Regions from separate parts of the Mus musculus genome. Here regions 2, 3 and 4 are each linked to region 1. A link is a contact called in public promoter capture Hi-C data. All regions are on one chromosome and are shown on one strand. Each heading gives the region's core, a stretch centred on a gene start, on an enhancer-like site or on the middle of the called end of the contact. The rest is flanking DNA. Distances are from core to core; before and after follow the strand shown. Region 1 holds the start of Mns1 (meiosis-specific nuclear structural protein 1). Region 2 holds the start of Bnip2 (BCL2/adenovirus E1B interacting protein 2). Region 3 holds the start of Myo1e (myosin IE). Region 4 holds the start of Ccnb2 (cyclin B2).

Evidence for each region. Promoter capture Hi-C pulls out the DNA fragments that hold promoters and counts their contacts.
Region 2: a contact with region 1 is called in a promoter capture Hi-C map of erythroid cells, with 34 times the contacts expected there. The contact joins the promoter of Bnip2 here to the promoter of Mns1 in region 1. A contact is called at or near these places in 5 of 39 promoter capture datasets (erythroid cells, hippocampal neurons, liver and 1 more).
Region 3: a contact with region 1 is called in a promoter capture Hi-C map of liver, with 3 times the contacts expected there. The contact joins the promoter of Myo1e here to the promoter of Mns1 in region 1. A contact is called at or near these places in 2 of 39 promoter capture datasets (liver and pre-B cells).
Region 4: a contact with region 1 is called in a promoter capture Hi-C map of erythroid cells, with 19 times the contacts expected there. The contact joins the promoter of Ccnb2 here to the promoter of Mns1 in region 1. A contact is called at or near these places in 2 of 39 promoter capture datasets (erythroid cells and pre-B cells).

What each region holds. Positions count from the first base shown.
Region 1 is chr9:72,435,747-72,440,358 of GRCm38.p6, reverse strand. It overlaps Mns1 (meiosis-specific nuclear structural protein 1), which reads right to left and starts at 1,830. Exons shown (of 10, transcript NM_008613.3): 1 at 1,680-1,830; 2 at 898-1,119. The coding sequence starts at 1,682.
Region 2 is chr9:69,987,379-69,991,990 of GRCm38.p6, reverse strand. Bnip2 (BCL2/adenovirus E1B interacting protein 2) reads right to left here and starts at 2,525. Exons shown (of 11, transcript NM_016787.4): 1 at 2,302-2,525.
Region 3 is chr9:70,205,087-70,209,698 of GRCm38.p6, reverse strand. Myo1e (myosin IE) reads right to left here and starts at 2,349. Exons shown (of 28, transcript NM_181072.3): 1 at 1,996-2,349. The coding sequence starts at 1,998. All of the region lies in intron 1 of Gm26849 (a long non-coding RNA gene), which reads left to right.
Region 4 is chr9:70,419,255-70,423,866 of GRCm38.p6, reverse strand. Ccnb2 (cyclin B2) reads left to right here and starts at 2,313. Exons shown (of 9, transcript NM_007630.2): 1 at 2,313-2,450. The coding sequence starts at 2,427.

The sequences.
Region 1 (4,612 bases), core at 581-3,080:
ATCTATCATGAGAAGATGACATCAGAACAACACTCGAAAGAAAACATCCCCACTTCATCAGATAGACCAATGGTTGCTAGGCAGAGTTAGGGTATATGGGAGTTTCCTTAAAGACATAATAAGAATAAAAAGATGGGAGGCCAGGGTTTTCCTGTTCAGAATTAAAGGGTCAGGTCTATGCTACTGGAACTTAGGACAGAAGGAAGCCGACACACTTTTAAGCCTTTCTTTTGCTATTTCCAGATCCACCCTCAAAATCCTGGACATAACCGCACGCTAGTGCTCAAAACACAACAAAACAGGGGACGTTCTTTTCACACTTAGGAGAAAATTCACTTGTCTCACTTCCTGTCTGTTTCCTCTTCTACTGCAATCTCCTAAAAAATATTTAGAAATACTCATGATAGATTTAGCCAGCAGAGCAGGATGTAAACACACGCATTCAATAACTGAATTCTTCAAAAATTAAAAATATGAGTAAGTGTACATCTCACACATATGTCCATCTCCTACCACTTTAATAGTGTCTATGTTTAACGTCATGAATTTTTAGAAAGGAAGGAATTTCTTAAATTTCTTATTAGAAATGTAGAGAAGGCAACACGGTTGCACTCACATAAACAAAACTGTGATGTTAACAATTACGGATTTCATGCTTATGTTTAAAAACAAAAATGGATATTCTTGCCAAATGCTATTCTAAAGTCTTTCGATTTGCTCGTTGTTAAAAGCATGCAAACTGACCAACTGACACCACGTTCTTCAGCTAAAATAACCAGGACTCCAAAGGATTCAGTCAGTTCCCAGCTCTCTGTATTTCCTCAACTCCAGGCAGGGCTGACAGCCATCTTTCACCTTTTCCAAGGAAAGAAAACTAACAAGGACATTGCAACTTACTTTTTGGATGGCTTCTTCCATGTCGAGCTCAAACTGCTCATTCTGCAGCACTCTGAGGAACCTCTGGCGTTCCACCTTCTCGTCGTTTTCATTTTGCACCACTTGGTTCTTGGCTTGCCTCTCTAACTTATTCATGACTTGTATGTTCAATGATTTGCGGAATTTTTCATCTACTAACTTCTGATGCTTTTCACTAAAGCTCAAAGCTCTCTTTTTGGTCGCCTACAAGTGCGAGGGGGAAAGGGAAATACACAGAATTCAATATTCTTCTTTCAAAAAGATACTGCTGAAAATCCCTATAATAAACACTATAAAATAGGTAACAGTATAAAAGGTCTTTGGCTTTAATTCAGGATATACTAATTAATATTTAAATATGATAATGTAAACTTAACGGCGTACTGATTGAGTACTACTAATAGTCCCTGTTTTGTAGTGGAAGCAGGAAAAGTTAAATTAAAATTCAACAGCGTCAGTGAGTGCGATGCGGATGCTCTCCAGCTGCAGCTTTACCACCAGAGAGTTGCCTTTCCCCCCACCCACAACAGAGCAGATTTAAAGATGTATCTATTTCGATGAGAGGGGGAAAGGTGCAGAAATGCCTGGAGTGTTCCTGGAAAAAAAAAAAAAAAAAAACCCAGAACCTTCTAGTAAGCAAATCGAAGTTTCTCACTGACCTCTCGGATTACGCACTTCAAATTGTATTTCAGAGAGCTCAAGACTACAAATAAACAGTTTGAAAGTCCCTGACCGACCCTTCCCCCGGCCTCCGAGCTGCTTACCATCTCGGTTGGCTTTAAACCTCCTCCTCCGGCAGGATGGGTCTCTGCCTCAGTTGCAAACGCGTCTTCCGGAGCAGCAGCCACGGCAGCGGATACCTGTGCACGCTGGGTTAAGTTTAAGCTGTGTCCCGGCAACCGCCAAAAATGCACCGCCCGCCCAAGAGGGACGCGGCCTCCCATTGGCTGGCACAATATCCAATCAGCACGGAGAGTCTTCGTTGCCAGGCAGGAGCGCTCCTTCCATAGGACCAAGCCAAAAGCGCGAAGTTCGGACGCTTTGCCCTAGCGGGAGCCGTTTACATCCGAAGGGAGCTAATCTCTGCGGTCTGGAGCCCAGCTAAAGCCCCAAGGAACCCCAATAAGCTCGGACTTGTCACTGCAGTGGACTGAGGGATGGTGCCCCTCTACCATCCTCAGTCGGTAGCAAGTTGCCTAACGTGGGTGCTGGGCCCTCCAAAAGAGCAGCAGGGCCCCCTACCGAGCCATTGCTCCATCCCTGATACACTCATTTTAGAGATGAAATATTTTGAGAACTTAGAGACACGGACGAGACCTATTTACTTACCTGGAACAGAAGCCACTGGATCGCTAGCGGAGTGTGAGACTGGAGAGCACGTGAAAACGGAACGGAACAGGTGTGGATGCATACTTGCAATCCCAGTGCTCTCTAAGGCCAGGACCACGTGCCGAGGGATGGCACCACCCACTGTGGTCTAGACCCCCCCCCCCATATTCATTAGTAACAATAATGATAATAGTCACCGCACGCCTTTAATCCCAGCACTTGGCAGGCAGATTTCTGAGATCGAGGCCAGCCTGGTCTACAGAGCCAGGACAGCCAGGTCTATACAGAGAAACTCTGTCTCAAAAAAAACAAAAAACCAAAAATAAATCATATATGAAACTGACTGTGGGGCAAAGCATATAATGCAAAGCATTCTTGGACTTAGGATGCAGCTAACAATCCCTTGGAACTCTACTAAGAATGTGGTTTGTGTAACTTTAAATTTTAGCTAATACATTAAAACCAAAAATTGTGTCTTGTGGAATATCATGGAACATCCTGGTGCATTGTATAATATTTAAATCAGTAAACATCAAAATATTTCTTTAGGGTTAAACAATCTTTTCCTCTGTGTGGTTTTTTTTTGTAATGTACAGCATATTACCATCCTACACCCCCACCTGGCTGTGCACCCCTGTACTTCTGACTATATTTTGCTAACTGCAGTCTAGCCCTTCGCCATTTCCCCCTGCCCTAGCCCCTGTCATCACCAATCTGCTTACAGTTTCTGTGAAATCAACATTGTTAAAGACTCTACGTGTTTTCACAATCATACTTTATCTTTTTTTCTTAAGAACTTTTTGAGATTTAACTTTACGTAAATAAAGTGTCTATGCGCCATTATGTGCCTGATGCCCACAAAGACCAGAAGATGTTATCAGCTCCCCTAGAACTGGAGTTAGAAATTCCTGGAGGTAGGTTACTGGAGCTGTCATGTGGGTGCTGGTTCCCAAACTCCGGGTAATCTGCAGGAATAGGCGGCGCTCCAAACCGTTGAGCCATCTCCCCAGCCCCACTCTGGCAGAGCAATATCTGTAGCACCATTATTATTTCAGCTGATCTCTCCAGTTCCATCCACACTGTCAGAAATGGTAAGACTTTGTTTTTCCCTGTGGTTGAATCTTATTCTTCTGTCCATTTATTCACTGATGGACACAGGATATAACCAGGACTTGACTACTGTAAATGGAGCTGCAACTAACGTGTGCATTCAGAGGCCTTCCGCATGCGGATTCCATATCCTGTGGATATATAGATTACGGTGGGGGGGGAGGAGGCAGTAGTTCTATTTTAACTCTGGGGGACCTTAGTCTAGTATTCTATAATGGCCACACTTATTCACATTCCACCAACAGCATACATGTGTTCCCTTTTCTCAGTACTCCCAACAATGTTTTTTATTTTTAATATTTTTGAAAACTATTCTTGCTGGGGTGAAGTGATATCTACTCATTGCAGGTTTGGCTTTTGTGTCCTGGATCATTATTCATTAGTGATGTTGAAAGGGATACATTTTAACGGTGGCCTCTTTTATTGTTTGTTTTTCATTTTATTCATATTATCTTTTATTATTTATTGTTGTTAGAAGTGACTGCTTAGGCCCATTGCCATTTTTTGTTTTGTTTTGTTTTTCGAGACAGGGTTTCTCTGTATAGCTCTGGCTGTCCTGGAACTCACTTTGTAGACTAGGCTGGCCTCTAACTCAGAAATCCGCCTCCCTCTGCCTCCTGAGTGCTGGGATTAAAGGTGTGTGCCACCATGCCCAGCTCCATTGCCTATTTTTAAATCAGGTTTTGTATATATGCTATTGATTTTTGAAGTTCTGTATAATCCAAGTTTGGTCTCTGTTGCTGTGATAAAAACACTCTGACTAAAAGCAAGTTGAGGAAGTAAAGGAGTGTTTGGCTTACTGGTTATAGTCAGTCCTGTTGGAAAGCCAAGGCTGGAACTCACAGGGCAGAACTTGAGGCGGGGACTGAAGCAGTGACCAAGGAGGACCGCTACTGGCTGCCTTACTGACTTTTTCTCTATACCCCAGGCCCACCTACTAGGGATGGTCTACAGACAGGCCAATGTGATAGACACAACTCCTCAGTAGAGACTCCCTTATCCGAAGTGGCTCTAGTTTGTCCAAGGTGAAAAAAAAAAAAGACAAAAACAAACAAACAAAAAACCCAAAACAGACACACATCTAGTTCTCAACGTCTTGTCAGATGCGTAATTTGAACATTGTTCCCCCCAAAGGGCACTGTTTTACAGGCTATATCTATATTCTGATTCCGTTAATAAAGTGGTTCTTAGCCAATGGCTTGACCTCTAAGACCACTGGAAAACACAGATACTTACAATTCATCAGTAGCAAAATTAC
Region 2 (4,612 bases), core at 1,276-3,775, 2.4 Mb after region 1:
GGATTACAGCTGGCTTATGTGGGCTCTGGGAGTCAAACTCAGGGGTTCAGGCTTTCTAGACAAGTGCCCTTACAGACTGAGCTATCTCCCTTAGTATGATCATGTAGGGCTTTCAAGAACAAAATGCTTCCACAGCAACGTTCACACATGTGCACACACACAACCAGCAAACTAGAATGGTGCTAACTTCTCTCAGAACTGTTAAAAACATAGCATAGGCTAAACACCTAGAATACATTTATTAAACTATCAGTATGCAGAAGGTATTAGAGATGTGTTGGCACCTTTAAGTAGACCAAACTCTAACACCTGATCTCAAACAGTCTGCTTGTTAGAAGCTGGTTATAATGCCAAGTCAGGACTATCTGTGATATTGCTTGCTTGCTTGCTTGCTTCGTAGGATGTAATCTTAGCATAAGACCTTGAATACTGCCAGCCGAAGCCACTCTTGGTCTAGAAACATAGCCTTTTGTTCTCAGATGTCCCCTTCTCTCATCGCTACAGAGAGAACAATCAGGACCACTGCCCCAAAGAGTATTTCACCTTTACTTCTCTACCCATTAAAAACTAATGAGTAGTTAGAGCGTCAGTGCCCAACAGGTGTGAGTGTCGTGGTTTGTATATTCTTGGACCAGGGAGTGGCACCATTTGGAGGTGTGGCCTTGTTGGAATAGGTGTGTCACTGTGGGTGTGGTCTTAAGACCCTCACCCTAGTTGCCTGGGAAGTCTTCTACTAGCAGCCTTTGGAATGAAGATGTAGAACTCTCAGTTCTGCCTGTGCCATGTCTGCCTGGATACTGTCATGCTCCCACCTTGATGATAATGTACTGAACCTCTGGACCTGTAAGCCAGCCCCAATTAAAATGTTGTTTTTTTATAAGACTTGCCTTGGTCATGGTGTCTGTTCACAGCAGTAAACCCCAAACTAAGACAGTGAGGTCGAATGCAATGTCATTAGCCATTTAGCTTAGACAAGAGGCAAAAGACAGACCCTATGTCCTGATCCCCAGATCTATAACAAACCTGTCTGTAAAACCAAATGTGGTTATACTTAAGGGTGAAAGGTCCTGCGATGCCTAAAGATGTAAGTATGTTGGTTTATGGTAATTCAGTCCCTACGCTATGCACATGTCACATTTCCTAGTCCAGCAAGTTAGAAAAGACCTAAGAATGGCATTGAGAGATAGAGATTGATTAAGAACCAAGCCAAAAAAATAATGTGCGAGGCAACCAAACATTGGTAACTTCATGTATGGGTAACTAAACTAGATAACTTCAACTCTAACTTTGAAGGAACACCCACTCATGAATTACAGAGTTTCTACAAGTGAAGGCTAGAGGAGTGGGTCAGTAGTTAAGCATGCTTGCTGCTCTTCACAGGAGCCTATTTCGGTTCCCACCACAACAGCCTATAATGCTAGCAGCTCCAGGGGTTCCGATGCCCTCTGCAGTCGCCTATACCACATGACAAGACACATTAAAAAAAAAAAACCTTTGAGAAAAAAAACCCTCTACAATTAAAGGATTCTAATAAATCATAAGAAAACGTGCATTTCATTGAAGATGGGAATTCAAGTATAAGGGAAAACATCCTAATTAAAAGTGACGCAAAAGAAAGCAATACTAAGATGCAATTGCAGATGAAAGGCACTTTTATAGAAATACTTTGATAAACACTGCAAAAGTTGTGTCCTCATAGAGTTCCTAGGACAAAGGAAGTTTCGAAGTAACGTAATATAGATCCAAATAAGTTTCTGCTTGAACGTGAACAGACTTAGGAAGAATTCTCCAGTGGCATCGCATGCATACAGCAATCCAAAGCATCCTAGCCGGTATTTAAATGAAGAGGTTAAGTGTCTGAGAACAGCCAAGGATCAGGCATTGACGTACACACCCTACAATAGGATATCACACTCAGGAAGGTTCAAGAGAGCCCTGATGACTTATAGGATGCTGTCTGTGTATGCTGTCTGCGTCCATCCCCCCGAGGCTATGGGGTGCACTACACGCCCAAGTTTCTTTGTTCTGCTCTGGACTGACGCCGGTTAGGAACACGGAACAAACGAGGCTAGGGGAAGCCAGGAACCGGGAGGTTCCGCTCCAGGCTTTCGGGCCACAGACGGAAAAAGGAAGGGGGCGAGAGCCTGGCACCAGCGTCCGAGGCAGGGCGGGGCCCGGCAGCGCTCGGACCCGGAACGCGAACGCGCCAGTCCACGGCCGCCACCCCCGCCTGGCCTGGCCGATCCTCCCGCAGCCCTCCGGCTGTGCCGTAGCCCGGCCCGCTACCCAAGCCGTGCTCACCCCGGAGGAAGCCGCGGCCCCCTCGTCCTCTTTGCCCCTCCAGGCCGGCGACGTGGGGCTGACGGCCAGGTCGCAGAAAGCGGCGCCGGGCAGAGCCCGCTGCCCTTGGTCGGCTGTGGAGACGGGGCCCAGCTTTTCCCGGACGATCTTAGTTGCAGTCCGGGCGGCTGCAGCTGACCCGGATTCAGTGCGTACGCCCCGGCGGAAGTGACCACCTCCGGACCGGCGCCGGGCGCGGCCGAGGGAGGAAGCGGGGGCGGGGCGTTTTCCTAAAATCCTCGGCGGGCTTCCTCTCTGCGCATGCGCAGCCGTGAGCCCTTCTGTCCCGGGCCAGCTAAGGCTTTGGCTTGCTGCTGGCGAGGGAGGAGGAGGGCGCAGCTTTCTAAGGCTCACGCACTTAACGTTACTGTAGGGACCTAACCTCGCTGTCTTGAAAGAGCTATTCGTTTCTCTCTGTTTTCCTTTACTTGACATTATATTAACTATATTACAGAGTGAATGAAAAGGGGGTGAAAAATAGTCGATGTCTTATGTACGATAGCCAGGTCCTAGAAGAATCTACTTTGATAGAATTTTCCGACGTGAATAGTTTTTCTCTCCAGTAATGCTTCTGAGAGAGTAATAAGTACCCCACCCCTCTCCTCCCCAGACTCCTCTCCTGTGTTCCGAGTTGGCCTTGAATTCCTTCCAGTGTATCTGAAATAACCTTGAAAACTAATTTTCCTGCCCCAGTCTCCAGAGAGCTGAGATTATCTACATGATTGTTACCACATTGTGGTAGAGATAGAGACAACTTAGGGCTTCCTGACTGCTGCTAGGTAGGCACTCTATTATCTGAACTTTCCGTTCCCACCATGTGGTTGCTGGGATTTGAACTCCGGACCTTCCGAAGGTCCCGAGATCATAGGAAATTTCATTACGATTCACGACTGTAGCAATATTACTGTTCTGAAGTTGCAACGGAGTAATTTTGTGGTTGGGGGTCTCCACAACATGAGGAACTGTACTAAAGGGTCCCAGCTTTAGGAAAGTTTAGAACTATTGCTTTAAAACATGCTTTTCCCAGTTATTTGTGGGTCCTATCTTGATGACGTAGAAAAAATGAAAATAAAAGTGAAGTCAGTAAATGTAAAATATTTTATTATCACAGTCAACAGTCCTAAAATTGGCTGTCGTAAAAAAAAAAAATCCTCAAAAAGGGGGAGGAGGGGATAAGAGGTTTGTGGAGAGGAAACTGGGAAGGGGATAACATTTGAAATGTCAATAAATAAAATAACCAATAAAAAATTCTCAAAAGATCTCAACTTCTGTACTTTTCTGTGTGGGCCATTAACAATTTTTTTGAATGGCTTCCGTCTATGAGCTGTCCTTTTAAGCAGCTTCAAGGGGCTGTTATTTTGGAGGGCAAGGTCATCCCTCTTAGAAGTTGAACGTGCTCAACCTGTCCAGAGAGCTAGTAGGTAACTATTTGGGCAAGCCTATTACTCCTAAAAGGAATGGTGAAGTCAAAACTATTTTAAATGGATCCAAAACACAGTTCTTTAGAGATACAGTTTAGATTTGTTCTCTGTTGGCAGAGAGTTAAGAGCTCTGTGACTTACCTATAAAATGGAGAAAAAAATAATGCCCGCCTCATGGGGCTTTTGAGACAGAACAGTACATGTATCTGAGATGGGCGCTTGGAATGTTGCTATCATCTGTGTTAGTATTATTTCCCCTAGCAATTTTCTTAATTGCTGGAGGGGGAAACATGACAAACAGATCCACAAAGTTTTAGTTAAACCACTTGGCCACAGGAAGCATTTTCTCTCCAGTTACAGATTTTTCCGGAGTTCCAATTTGTATTTTAGTTCTGCAGTGTGCAGAGTTCCCCACACGGTGGCAGAAAATCGTTTGCAATCATGCCAGAGAGTGAGGTTTTTGTGGTCTTGAGTTTCCTCATTTTAGTAACAGAACATGACTTGATTCAATGTTTGGTTCTGAGTAAGATACTCTGCAACATTTTCCTTTCATGAACTATTTATCTTTACTGTTAAAACATTAGAAACTGTGGATAAACCAAAAAGACTATCATTATGAATGATCACTTTCAGATTTGAATTTATTTTTATTCATTGCATGTCTTTTTAAAAATTAGTGGATGTAGTTTAATCAAATGATTAAGTTTATAAATTTTTTTGTTTAAAAACCTTTAAATTTATTTTTAGAACCTCATGCAGGCACTCTGCCACTGAGTTACCCTTCCTGTTTTGTTTTGGAAATATATCAGAAATTCCTTTTCATATTTATAACTGAATTTCATCACATTCAT
Region 3 (4,612 bases), core at 1,100-3,599, 2.2 Mb after region 1:
CTGATAAGCCCACTCAAACTTCCAAGTCATGGAAGAAACACATTTCCTTTAACTTTGTCCAAATGACTCTAGATACTAGAGTTCTTTCTGTCCATGGCACATCTATTTAAGGATAGCCAGCTGTTTCAACTTTTCCGGGCAGTAAATTGTGGCCCGGGCAACCATATCTGATGCACAGATAGCCTCCTAGTGGCCCACAACATGCCCATCTGTGCTGTTGGCAGGGAACCCAGGAGGAGGTGACTACACCCTGTCTACCCTGATAAATCAACCAAGAAAGGGACTCTAAGACACACCTCCACATCTGATGGACCAAATAAACTACCCCAACTGCAAGGAGCCAAATTGAGCGTGTTTTCCCACGTCTCTGGAAAGGGCATCACAGGCTAATTTAGGGTCTACGCAGCCAAAAAAAAGTGAGTTTAACAAAGGATTTTTCTCAAGGTAGCACTTAAGCAATTACATACAGTAAAATTCTTTAAGTCCTTGGCCATAAACACATTGATTTTGGGTTTTTTTTAGAAATATTGAACCACGGAAAGTAATTACAGCAATTCTTAGGCACCAGGACTATCACTGTTCAAGTTCAAGCGGTCAGAGGCTGGAGAAACTCCACCCATGAGGCACACCATGAGGGTGGACTGACTTCTGAAACCTCGAAACTGGCGGGGGAAGCTTATTTATAAATGAAGTATTCTCTCTCAGGGGCAAAGGTGACATAATTTTGAACTATGTGGAAAGTAAAAGCTTGGGGCCAGGATGCCCTTTAAAGGTTTCGTTTGTTTTTAAAATCATTCTTTTGAATAAACAGCGCGGGGGGGCAAGGACTGTTTGTGAACTGAATGTGGGTTCTACCCGGGCGTGCGCTGCGGATGCTTGGCGCTGGGGATCTGGGATACAGATTTCTCAAGCCAGCGCTATGCTAGGCATCTTTTTTAGTAAGCTTCACCCTCACCGCCAGTAAACAATGAGAAAGCCAGGAGGACAAGCTCCTCCACCACGAAGCAAGTGTGGAAACTTTGAAGCCTTCTAAAACCTTTTAAAAGTTTTTTTTTTAAGTTTTTAAAGTCCCCCCCCTTTCGGTCCGGGTGGCTGGCAATGTCTCTAAAATTCAATCTTTGTTTTTGTCCTTCAGTAGGAAAGCCACACCACGGCAAAGCCCAGGGGATGTGGCTAAGGTTATTTGGGATTGAGAGAGGAGGGTGGCTGGGCTGGGGACTTAGTCTCAAATGAGTTACAGAGAGGCTGTCCAACCCAGACACTCCCCCAAGTACCAAGTGGGAAAGAACAAAACCAGGAACGATCTCCGAGAGGGTGGCGGTCCTCTCGAGCTGGGGACCGGGTGGGGCCCTCCTCAGGAGGTGTTTACCCTACACAGGGACCCTACAGGCCTGGGCTCCCGGCCAGTTTGGCTGCCGCTGCGCGCTGTCGTCAGAGTCCCTGCAGCCCGGGCCACCGCCAGGTGCTCCGCAGTACCTGGCGCCCCTGCCTGCCTTTGTGCAGCGCTCGGCCCATCACCAGCGCAGGCGGGGCTGCCTAGGTCCTCCCCAATGCCAGGAGAACAACTGCGGGATCAGCCTGCCAGGGAGCTCACGCCAGTGCCTGCCCAGGGGAGAGGACCCGAGGGACACAGGCGTGCCCCTCACCTTCTCTAGAGGAGAAAAAAGTCTCCGGTCCCACGGCTGTGCCGGTGAAAACAGACGTGCCCACTCTCAAGCTTCAGACAGCTGGCAGCCACAACAACATTGGCACCAAAACTTTCGCGGCGCAGAAAGTCACTCCAGAGAGTTTTTCTTGTCCCTCCTCTCTCCCTCTTCCCGTTTAAGACCCGGTTTACAGCAAACAGCAGGAAATCAGCGCTCCAGAAGTGCACACTCCCGCGTCCACCTTCTCCACCCCCTGGCCTGGGCAGCTTGCCCAAGGTAGGTGCCCGCTCCGGGGCTTCCTGCCCCATCCCAGGGTCAGGCGTCCTGGGACGCGGCGCAGCCAACTCACCATGGTGACTCCCGCCGCGGTCGCGCCTCCGCCGGGTCCCGCTGCCTAGGCACTGAGGCTGGAACGCGGTCTCCTGGGCGAACTTCAAAAGTTGGTTCCCTTCGCCAAAAAACAAGCTCCCGACACCCAAGCACTCACAGGAGCCAATGGAAATCCAAGAGGGACTCCATCCAGGCGGGATCCGAAACGCTAGGTGAAGGCAAAACTTAGCAGACCCGGTGCACACTCAGACCTGGCGATCCCCAACTGTCTAGAGATGCACCCTGATGCGCTCTGCGGGATTGCTTGTCCAACTGCTTTGCCTGGACCCGCTTTCTCTTAACACTTAATCCGAACTCTTCTCTGGCTCAGGCTGGGCTCGGGCCGGGCAATCTGTCCATAAATGGAGAATTCAGCACAGGCCTGACCAATCAGAATTTGTTTTCGCAGCGTCACTCCTCAGGGAAGCCGAGGTAGCCAACAAGCGTGAACTACAAGAGTTTACAAAGGCCTCTGGATCCTGTAGTCCTGCGGCCTCGCTACCCCGCAGAGCGCGCCGCTGTCCTAGCCGTCCCCAGGGAGCCACCCCCAAACCGAAGGGATGAAAACACTTGGGGAGGTTAGGAAACCGCGCTCCTGTCGCTTCTCTTTACGGAGAAACTTAGCATCGACTTAGCTCCCACTCACAAGTCGCATGATTTTCCTAGATTCTTTTTTTTAAAGAAATATTTTTAACTGCTTAAAAGATCACAAAGTCGCAGCTCAAAGGAAATCCTTTTTCTTTTCTTCTCTCTCTCTTTCTCTCTTTCTCTCTTTTTTTTTTCTTTCTGGATTGTGAGGGAAGTCGAAAATACTTCCTCCACCCGTCTTTTGTACCTGAATTAATTTCCTTGGGAAGGGAGAGGAAGGGAGGGAGGGAGGGGGGGGAGAGAGAGAGAGAGAGAGAGAGAGGGAGAGAGAGAGAGAGAGAGAGAGAGAGAGAGAGAGAGAGAGAGAGAGAGAGGAGGAAGGAGAAGGAGAAGGAGAAGGAGAAGGAGAAGGAGAAGGAGAAGGAGAAGGAGAAGGAGAAGGAGAAGGAGAAGGAGAAGGAGAAGGAGAAGGAGAAGGAGAAGGAGAAGGAGAAGGAGAAGAAGAAGAAGAAGAAGAAGAAGAAGAAGAAGAAGAAGAAGAAGAAGAAGAAGAAGAAGAAGAAGAAGAAGAAGAAGAAGAAGAAGAAAAGAGAGAGACAGAGACCTTGGTCCTCGCGGTGTCCGGTTTCAGGAAGCCAGGTAGCCTAGGAGAGAGGGGAACGGGGATTCCTAAAACAGTATTAGGGAGTCTGACTCCTGGTGAAAGGGAAGACTGAGGAAGTAAACTCGCAGGGCCTCTGCGGGGCTGCGCTCCCAGGATCTGAGGAAGAAGAGTTCAGGAAGAAAAGAGCACAGAAAATCTTGAGATTCGGTCGTCCCCATTCACGTGAACCTAGGATCCTAGAGTTGCAACGGATAGTAAAAAATCAAATCATCTTGGCTAGGACGAGTTTTGCTCTTTGTTTTAATGTGGTGCATACCTTCAGAGGACTATGGCCAAACCAGGAAAAGGAGCGAATGCTGATACACCCTGCAACAGAGAAGGACCCAGGAAACCTAATTATGTGAAAGAGGTTGAGGTCAAAGTTCAGGAGGAACAATTCCGTGTGTTACAGTGGTGGGTAGGAAATGCTGCAGAGAGTAGTAGATCTTGGTTGGCTGCTCGGGACAGGTGTGGTGTGTAGAGGGACAGCTGATGGAACAAAGGGGCTTTGTCTTGTGGGGAGTGGTCCAAGGATGTCCCCTAGGTACTGATGTTGGTAGTAAAGCTGACTATACCCAAAACCGCTGAATTGTGCGTTTTAGAGTAAGAATCTTCTGAATTACATCAATTTTTTAAAGGAGGGAGAGGCACACACACGCCTCTGAGCATGTGCGCAGATGCAGTTCAGAGGACGACTTGTGGGAACTGGTTCTCCCTCCACCATGTTGGTTCCCGGGTTGAACTCGGGTGGTTAGGTTTGGCAAGTGCCATTATCCACTGAGCCATCTCATACCAATTTGAAAGGAAGTCATGTTTGAATTTTTGTGACTATTCCCCCTGTCCGGGCAGCAAAGAACTGAATTCCTTCCACAGGAGATAGGCCAGACACAAGACGCACAACCGTGACACACCTTGCTGGCTTTATGATCTGGTAGGAAGACAACAAGAAATGGTTGGGGGTGGCTCACCTGGAGCTAGTGAGCCTATTTGCTTTGCCAGTGTGAGGACTAGAGTTAGATCCCTAAAACCAATGTGAAAAATATTAAGGTGTCGTGGGATGTTGGGGAGGCAGAGACAGGCAGGAAAGCTTAGGATTCCCTGTCCAAGCAGCCTAGCCTACTCCATGATTTCCACGTCAATAAGAAACTCTAATCTCAAAAACCAAAACAAAAAAGGCAGAGGCCTGAAGGGGTGGTTCAGTGGTTAAGACCACTGGCGGTTCTTGCAGGGGCTTGGGGTTCGATTTCTTATACCTACGTGCTGTTCACCATCCTTTGTCCATTTGTAATTCTGGAAGCTGAGGCAGGAGGATTGATTGCTTCAGCCCAGAAGGTCTAGCCAGCCTGGGTAAGAGTGAGACCCCATT
Region 4 (4,612 bases), core at 1,064-3,563, 2.0 Mb after region 1:
CACCATTGAGAATTCAGATTGTTAAAGGGATCACATATCCCAACCACTATAGTATTTTGTGGCCCCATGAGAAGACAAAAACATACTAACCAGCAATGAAAGACTTACTGTAGGTCACAGAAGTGCCCTCAATGTGTCAGTGTTTTGTGACAACCACCACAAAACTTGGTTTCAAGTACTTTTATTTGCTCACAGATGCTCAATTTGGGTAATGCTAATGGAATCTAGCTCATCTTTCACTGTGGTCTTCCTGTGGCTACATTCAGCTTGGGAGTGCTACTGGAATAGTCTGTCTAGCATGCTTGATTTAGACGTCTGACACTTTCAATTGCATGGTGAGAACAGCTGATGGTTCACTGGGTCTTTTCACTGTCATCTATTTAGCAAGGGATAGCTAGACTTTACACAGTGGGTCAGTGATCCAGGGACTGCTAGGCCACCTTAGAGACTATCAAGGGTAGCTAAAATGAGTGGGCATGGAAGAAGAATCCCAAACCAATACAATTTGGCCATTTTAGATTCAGCACAGGGGCTAGCCATGCAGCTCATGGTAGACTCCCTTGGCCTCAGGAAGCCCTGGGTTCTGACAGTGCAATATACTAGTTGTAGTGCAGCTTGTAATCCCACTCAGGAGGTAGAGGCAGGAGGATTAGAAATTCAAGGTCGGGCTGGAGAGATGGCTCAGGGGTTAAGAGCACTGATTCCTTTTCCAGAGGTCCTCAGTTCAATTCCCAGCAACCACCTGGTGGCTTACAATCATTTGTAATGGAATCTAATGTCTGTCTGGTGTGTCTGATGACAGTACTCATATTACATAAAATAAATAAATCTTTTTTTAAAGTATTAAAAAAAAATTCAAGGTCATCCTCAACTACATAGAAAGCTGTAAACCGGCCTAGAACACATGCGACCATGTTGTGAAGTCCATTCACCACAGTAACCTGAAGTACAGCCAATGGCTTTGTTAAAGTTAAAGTTCAGTTAGAGAATAGGTCTGAGTTGCCAAATTGGTGCTGAAATCATGAGTTTAAGAGGTCCTCCTGCCATTTCTGAGTTCAAGGCCAGCCTGGTCTACAGAGTGAGTTCCAGGACTGCCAGGGCTATACAAAGAAACCCTGTCTCAGGAAAAAAAAAAATCCTCCTGCCTTAGCCTCCCAAGTAACTGGAATTATTACAAGCATGTGCTAATAGTACAAACTGCAGAGCACATTTTCTTCCCCAATCCAAACCAAAGCTTCCCAAGAAAGAGAAAGCTATGCGTAACCTCTGTGATTGTAAGGATGATGGACCAAGAGTCAGCAGCCACAGAACTTTCATTTCCTTTAGCAGGTACTTGAGAGAACTTAATGGGATATAAATAGTTATTTCTGCTCCTTTGGTTTCCAATATCCATGTGTAATTTAGGTCGAGGGGTAGTACTGCCACCTTGTCTTTTCAGGTGGGAGTGTTGGACAACACTGGTTCTTCCTTTAGACTCAGATTGGAAATGTCAGATTTGGGCGAAGGGGGAGGGAGCATTTATTATTTCCCAATAGAAGGGACTTGAACAAGACTGATGGGGTAGCCTGATCTCAAGTCGTTCTGCTGGCACTGCACCATTTTCTGTGTTGTTACCTAGTCTTTTCCCCAGGGTAATATTCTGGTTTTGTTTTTTGTTTTTGTTTTTGTTTTCTGTCTTGTCTCTCACTGTTCACAACTTGGGATACTCATTATTTTTCTTTTGAAATCTTGTGCACATCACACCGTCATTTGACAAATAGTTTCTGAGTTCTACTGTATTGTGCTGGAAGTCACACAAATCACGTCTAGTTTGAATTATGACTCTGCTGGGGATCTGTTTTAGGAAGACCACATACAGTACACATCCGAGTCACAATCATCTTGTAGCCCTGAACGACCTGGAGACGATGGCTTCATTTGCCAGACCATTCCAATCCAAATTCCCAGGTAGACGTTTCCGGAAGAGGAAGTAAGGTCAGAAGTAGCATTTCCAGGAAGTTCTCTGGAACCCACTTCTACCTAACCCAGAACAAACTTTTAAAGACATATGTCCTTAGGTGATGGCTCCCCACTCCTACCCCTAAAATTAAGACAATCTTTTCCAGTAGGAGGAAAAATTATTTTATTTAATATCAGGGACTAGAATTTGAAAATAAGACTGTAGACAAGGAAACAACAAAGCCTGGTGGCCTCGCTGGTTGCTATGACAAGCAAATACAAGCCAGCCAATCAACGTGCAGAAAGGCCTTCCAGTCTAGCCAATGGGTTGCGCGCGCCCTGCGTGCGTCTACCCAATAGTGCGTCAGCGGCGCGGTATTTGAATCGCGGACCGGGCGGTGGACGCGGAGCGGCGGGGCCCTGACCCTCCCAACGGTGTCGCAGACCGGAGTGGCTGTGCCTCGTCCGCACTTGCCAGGGCGGCCCTCATGGCGCTGCTCCGACGCCCGACGGTGAGTGCGCCGGGGCTACGGTGCCCTGTCCTGCCGGGTAGCCCGGGAGGCTGCCGGAGAGGCCCTGGCAGAGCTAAAGCGGTCCAGAGGCCCGGCCTGGGGTCTTCATTCCTGTTACCACTCAGGGCTGTGCTGCGCTGGGGATGAGGACCGGGAGGAACCGGGAAGCCGCCCAGTGCCATTTCTCTACTTTTCACATTTTTCAGTTTGCTTCGTGTGAGCTTCCCATTCGCGTCTTCATACTGCCTTCCTGGCCAAGGTCATTAAAGTGTGGTTTTGTCCTCTTAAAAAAAAAAAAAAACAGAAATAACAAAATGAAAACAAATACCCACCTAAGTGCTGGGCGGTGGTGGTGCACGCCTTTAATCCCAGCACTTGGGAGGCAGAGGCAGGCGGATTTCTGAGTTCGAGGCCAGCCTGGTCTACAGAGTGAGTTCCAGGACAGCCAGGGCTATTCAAAGAAACCCTGTCTCGAAAAAAGCAAAAAACAAAAAACAAAAACACCCAAGTGTAAGAGGAAACGTACAAAACTTGGATCCTAGGATGGCAGACAGTTGGGCAAAAGGCCAAATTCCTTTAATTACCTTTTTGAGAATGAAAGTATTACTGACTTTTAGGCTTTAATTGTACTAGGGTCGGTCTACTTTAGTTGAAAACAAGAGGGCCCCCGACACAGCTGCTGCCATTGTCCTGGCTAGTTAAAAGCCTCCAATTCCTCTTCCCAGTGAATTCAGGGGTACCCCTCATTACCAGGCTTTAACTCATAAGAAATTGAACTTTCAAACTCATTTTGAATTTAGCCGTGGGAAGCTAGCAGTAAAGACCGAACAGCTTAGATTTGGGGATCAGAATCCTAAACAATGAGGAACATACAGTCAGGGTTCATGTCTTGTAGCTCTAACTGCCACTAACAAGTTAATTTTTGTCTAATTTGTTCTTTCAAATTATTTAACAGTTAAAGTCTTGTGTAGGGATGGGGTACAGTTTATCTGGTCTATCCTACACAGGTCATCTTAAAAAAAAACAAAAAAACCCCAACCTTTGGAGAGGTTTTTTTGTTTGTTTTGTAGGATTAGTTCCCCCCCTCCCCCAACACTCAGAAAGTTAAATATTTTTTTCTCATGGAATACTTGTTATTGTACCACACTGTAAACTTTGGGGTATGAATAGCAAGCCTTGTTTCTTAACTGTATTCAAGATGAAGGCAATTAATTTCAAGTAACACTATTTTTTTTTTTTTTCGTTTTCATTCAAGTCTGACTCTCCCAATACTTGAGAGGTAAAATGACTTCCCCATCCTGTTGTCATTGGGAATGTCCTTAATTTGAGTCTATGCTATAGGAAGCTGTTTCTGAAGGGCTTTCCTTGGAAGTGCTATTTCTTATTCTTTGGTTGGCGTTATAACCCAAGCTGGTGTGAAGTCTGAAACATGGAGTTTTAAACAGCTGGGCTATCATTAACTATTGGTATCAAAGCTCTTTATCATTGCAGCTATACTGTGTGAATGGAAGTTTCTAAGAGAACCGACAGGGATCTCTTAACAGCAGACGCAGGTTACTTATAAGAAGTAATCATTTAGGTGGGAGGCTTTGGTGTCGCTTGAAAACTGCTTGAATATGCAAAACAATTTATAAGATCAGTAAAAAGATCTTTGTTTTATTGGTAAGGCAGTGGGTGTTTGCCTAATGGAGAGTGATATTTCAAATAGCATTTTTAGATTTCTTTAAATGTACCTTTTCCCATAAAAAATAATTAAATTTAAAGACAAAAACCAAAACCTAACTCTGCAAGTTTGAGGCCAGCCTGGTCTCCAGAGCGACTTCCAGGATAGCCTTGTCTCCAGAATGAGTTCCAGGACAGCCAGGGCTATAGAGAAACCCTGTCTTGAAAAACCAAACAAATTAAGCTTTTGTTTGAAGTGCATAAATAGAGTACATCATGTGTGCAGTCCGTTCATGGGCCAGAAGAGTATGTCAGATCCCCTGGAATGGAGCTACAGTTTGTAAGCTGCCATGTGAATACTGGGAATTGAACCCAGTCCACAGCACGACAAGCCAGGAGAAGCTAATGCTCTTAACTGCTGAGAGCCATCTCCAGTTCTACCTTCTCCTTTTAAAATAGATGTCAGCATATTCACCTTACCAGGGTAGCTCTGACTTTTG